2 separate regions of the Triticum aestivum genome follow, and region 2 is linked to region 1. The links are chromatin contacts, called in public HiCAR-type maps. All regions are on one chromosome and are shown on one strand. The core of a region is the stretch at or near the end of the contact, and the rest is flanking DNA. Distances in the headings are between cores, read along the strand shown.

Region 1 (2,632 bases), core at 61-2,560:
CTATAATTGGGCAGCCGAGTGCGTAAGCGTAACCATTGACTGGTCATCATGGATTCAGGCAGCCGAGTGGGTAAGCGTAACCACTGACTGGTCATCATGGATATGACCCCTAAATATCTAGGACGATAAACTCGCTGAACCAGTATCACGCGGCGAAACCATGCAAGCCATGGTAGCCCTGGCATCACTCCTCCGTAGTCCCTGTCCGTGGACAGGTGAGGGGGGATTTGAGGGTCGCCAGAGATGCCCTTAACGCGCTATTTTTCTCATTGAAAAAAAAACACTAGAGCTAAAAGAACCTCCAGGACTCAAAATGACCAAACAAATTTAAGCAGTTGACCTCGCAAGACTTGGTGGCCCAAAGTTGGAGGATAACCGAAGATGATCAAAGAATACAGTATCTGGCAGCACTTAAACAGTAATCGAGCAGCCGAGTGCGTAAGTGTGACCACTGACTGATCATCATGGATTCGGGTAGCCGAGTGCGTAAGCGTAACCACTAACTGATCATCATGGGCATGACCCCCAAATATCTAGGACGATAAACTCACCGAACCCGCATAACGCGGTGAAACCATGCATGGCATGGCAGCCCTGGCGTAACTCCTCCGTAGTCCCTGTCCGCTGACAGGTGCGGGAGGAAATTTACGGATCGCCGGAGATGCCCTTAACACGCTATTTTTCTCATTCAAAAGAGAAAGCACTAGAGTAAAAAAAATCCTCCAGGACTCAAAATGTCCAAACAAAATTAGGCAGCTGACCTCGCAAGACGTGGTGGCCCAAAGTTGATCAAATAATACAATATCTGCAGCGCTAACTATAATCGGGAAGCCGAGTGGTTAAGCGTAACCACTGACTCATCATCATGGACATGACCCCAAATATCTAGGACGATAAACTCGCCGAACCCGCATCACGCGGCGAAACCATGCATGCCATGACATCCCTGGCGTCAATCACGTCCATACGCGCCTCTGCCGCTGGCTGGCTCAACGGGGAGAGGAAAGGCGCGCGCGCCGGCAAAGCAACCCAACTAGTGCACCGATCCGGAAAACGACCCACATTTTACTCTACCGCCCGAGCCCAGCGCGCCCTCGTGGCCCCGCCCGACGCCGGCCACGCACGCACGCTAGTTCCGAGCCGTCGCCCCAGCGCCGCACGCTACGCGGGGGCGGGGCCGGGCGCGCACGTGCGATGCGTTGCCGGAAAGCCGGTGGGCGGCTTACCCGGACCGGAAGGACGATGATGAAGCAGGGTCGCCTCGTCGATTGGTCTCGATCCCGGTCCCGAGGAGCGGCGACGGCCATGTGTCCCGAGGCCGGCCATGTGGGCAGGGCGGCGGGTATATATAGGGCGGCCACATGAGGCCTTCCTCATCATCTTCCTCAGCCTGCCGCGTGTTCCATCGCTAGCTGCCCGCCCCTTCGCTGTACCTGAGCGGCACCCATCCATCGCCATCTCCTCGTCACCACTCCCACAAGTCCAGTGGAGCTACGTGCGTGCGTACGTTCGTTCCTTCCTTCCTTCCTTCCCCGAAATAAAAAATAGACAGAGAGCCCTCCTGCTCGGTCGCCCTCTGCCCCTGCCTCCGTCTCCGCGTGCGCTCCCCACCCCCTTCCTCCCCCGCTCCCGGACGTGCTCTGCTTCTCCAGATCCGCCGCCGACGCTGCTGCTGCCGCGTCCTGAGGTGAGTGATCGATCCCGCCCGCACACGGGGCGGGGGGCTCGCCCCCTCCTCCTCCATTTTCGTTCCCTTTCTTGAGGCGAAGCAAAGCAAGAGCTTATGCATGCGGGTGGCGAATTGGGTTTGCTTCCGGCTCCGGTCGCCGGTAGGATGCTCGTGTTAGGGGCAGCCGGGAGGAGTTGCGTCGAAATGCGGCCGATTCGGTCCGATTCGGCGGCGGATTGCAGCGCCCAGCTTTGGATTGTGCTGCGCTGGCCGCTGGGCTTGGGGTCAGAGGGTGGCTCTGATTCGTTTCAAAACACACCACTGGGACTGGGTCAGTCAAACAAACAGTGTTAGGCAGACACTGGTGTTAGGTTGAGGATAAAATTGTGGGGGTGGAAACACATGCTGCTAGTAGTTGTGCCATGGAAAAGGTCAAGCTCATAAGACTTGGCAAAATTAAATTGGCCAAGGCGGATGAGCGTCGCTCACCGTGTTAGCCTGTTAGACACTTGTGTTAGGGTGATGATGACTTGTGTGTGGGGTGGAAACAGAGACTGTTAGTACCATGGGTCAAGCTGATAAGACTTGGCAAAATTAAATTGGCACCCTAAACTAGTAAACTTTTTCCTTGTTATGCTTCCTTTGTTCTCAATTAATAGACTGGTAACTCTATGTTTCCTTCTTCTCCGCAGAAAATGGCGATGATGGTGGATCCCCCGAATGGCATGGGAAACCACGGGAAGCACTACTACACCATGTGGCAGACCATGTTCGAGATCGACACCAAGTACGTGCCGATCAAGCCCATCGGGAGAGGAGCCTACGGGATAGTTTGCTCCTCGATCAACCAGGAGACCAACGAAAAGGTCGCCATCAAGAAGATAAACAACGTCTTTGACAACCGCGTGGATGCGCTGAGGACGCTGCGCGAGCTGAAGCTCCTTCGGCACCTGCGCCATGAGA
Region 2 (2,632 bases), core at 38-2,537, 650 kb before region 1:
TGAGTGTATTTGTTTGGCCGGCGGTAAATGGGTCACTGGGACTCCAGCCCACTTACAAGTAATGATGTTGGGTGTATTTGTTTGGCCTCAGGTCACGTGATCGAAAATAGGCCCCATCTGCGAGAAAAAATGGGTCGCTACCAGGTGCTTTTTCATGAGAAAAAGAATATACCGATGGTTTTTCTTGCTCAAATAGCAGACACACGTCGTCCAGTCGCACACATCGGCGTGCCTAATCAGCACCATGTTTGTATAGAAACGTGATTTGCACCGTATATGCACATCAAAGCCAAGTTATGACACCAATTCAATGTATGCCGCAAGTTGTAGCACTAAACTGACTTTTCGCGTCAAGTTGTGGCACCGGTGGTGTAATTGACTCTTCTTACAACTATAAGTACTCCCTCCTTCCATCTATATAGGGACTAATGCGTTTTTTGAGGCTAACTTTGACCAAATATTAGAGCAATAATATATGGCATGCAACTTACACAAAGCACACCGTTAAATTCGTGTGTGAAAGGAGCTTTCAATGATATAATTTTCACATTGTGCATGTCATGTACTATTAATCTTGTCAATAGTCAAAGGCGGTCTTAAAAAACGCATTAGGCCCTATATAGATGGAAGGAGGGAGTAAGTAAATAGATACTCTACTAGGAAGTGCAAATTACATGATACCAGAACCTTAAAATGTCATGTTAAACTAAAGAAATACAGTGGCAACTCAAAACTACCCATTAGCCAACAAACACATTCGTAGTTATATATACCAAAAGCAACTATGCTGCTTCAAGGCCCTTCCATGCACATAACCTCGAACAGAATAACCCATCTGAGTCAGACTACACATAAGGACACAACCAAAACAACAGCCATCTAATTGGGTACATGTAAGCAATAACCAGGGGCGGATCTGTAGGGCGCACACCAGCACAAGCAAAATTGGCGGAGGTCAGCGGGGTTTAATCTACTAATCACCGGATACCGGAGAACCAACCATACCTCGAAGACCAACGGCGCAGTCGCGGACGGAGTAGGGCGGGGGCAGGGTCCGCGACTACGCGGCGAGGTAGGACAGGAACGTCGACGGCGGCGGCGACGCGCGGCAGAGGCGAGGGGCTCGTCCGGGGGGTGGTTGAGGCGTCGGCGGCGAGGCCGCGGTAGCGCTAGGGCACGACGATGGATGGAGGATTGATTTTCGTCAGGAGCCGCGGCTCGGGTCGGGTTGGGGATTTTAGGAGTCGGCGGAGGGGAAGGGGAGAAAGACACGGAGACGGTGAAGGAGAGAAAAGTCTACCGCGATCTGACGGTGGATCTAGGGTGTGCGTATTTTATTTATTTATTTTTGCGGGGTGTATTTGAAATCGAAAAGAAAAACAAATTAATGTGATGATATTTTCGAGTATCCATTTCTGAGCTCTGGCTCATCTGGATCCGGTTAAGAGAAAATTCAAAAAAAAACACTAGATAAATCTAAAAGAAATTGTATGAAGATGATTTGGTTCCTGAAAGGAAATAGATTTTTTGAATTTGTCTATTTTTTTTTAATTTACTGTTCATCACGCGATCAGATGAGCTCGGGAGCCGAATAACCGCACTCCAACATCTTCTCTTATTCTACTGTAAACTGAATTATTTGAACTTCAATATAAATCTAACATCAGATTTGTAGGGTTAAAATTCTTGCGCGGTCAGACACGTCGAATCATGATCAAATCCATGACAATTAATCGTTGCACGCTTGCACGATGACAAAAATTCCGTTGATTTTTTCTACGACTCACTCCGTCTTGTAATGTAAGACGTTTTTTGATACTAGTGTAGTGTCAAAAAACGTCTTACATTATGGGACGAAGCGAGTACATGGTAATTTTTATTATAAGAACATGACAAATTTTATTCACATGCATGGCAATTTTATCTGTTCGCATGGCAAATCTGGTTGTTAGATTTATCTGTTTGCATGGCAAATCTGGTTGTTAGATTTTTAGCGCTAAAAATGTGAAGTGGGATTTTTAACATTTCTGAATTAGTGCCAGAGTTTGTAATATTATTTTTAAAGAACTCTGCGCTACTTTCTTTTGCAGAAAAACTTTCGATCTATTCATCTTCAATCATGGTAGTACAATAAAGGTGCGCCACTGCCATCGCCCCTCCCTCGCCGGAGCCGGGCAAACATGTCGTACTAGACAGTCGAGAAGACGCCATGCTAAGGCCTCATAGGACCAACGCACCAGAACAGCAACCGCCGCCAATGAAAAATAACGTAGATCAGAAGGTTCCAACCTGAAGACACACGAACATAGACAAACGATGACTCGATCCGAGCAAATCCACCAAAGACATATCTGCCGGAGACACAACTCCACACGTCCACCGCAATGCTAGACGCATCACCGAAATGGGGATTAGGCAGAGAGACCTTTATTTCATCTTCAAAGAGCCACCGCCGTCTCGCCTTTCTGAGCAGAACACGAACACTAACAAAACTCGAAGAAAGATCTAAAAACGGAGCCCTCCCACCGACAAGGACTGGGACCCACTCTACTGTCAGGACCCCGATCCTAAGTCACACCGATCTAGCATGTAACACATCATATCACTTTGCGCCCTCACGCACGGTATTTCC

The links. HiCAR-type assays count read pairs that join an accessible place to other places.
Region 2: a HiCAR-type map of leaf shows a contact between it and region 1, with 8 times the contacts expected there. The contact joins the promoter of LOC123155797 here to the promoter of LOC123156820 in region 1. A contact is called at or near these places in 1 of 5 Hi-C or Micro-C datasets (leaf) and 1 of 1 datasets of contacts at active chromatin or transcription factors (leaf).

What each region holds. Positions count from the first base shown.
Region 1 is chr7B:577,925,478-577,928,109 of IWGSC CS RefSeq v2.1, reverse strand. It overlaps LOC123156820 (mitogen-activated protein kinase 4), which reads left to right and starts at 1,310. Exons shown (of 3, transcript XM_044575004.1): 1 at 1,310-1,687; 2 at 2,362-2,632. The coding sequence starts at 1,325.
Region 2 is chr7B:578,573,168-578,575,799 of IWGSC CS RefSeq v2.1, reverse strand. It overlaps LOC123155797 (zinc finger CCHC domain-containing protein 10), which reads right to left and starts at 1,287. Exons shown (of 2, transcript XM_044573929.1): 1 at 1,006-1,287.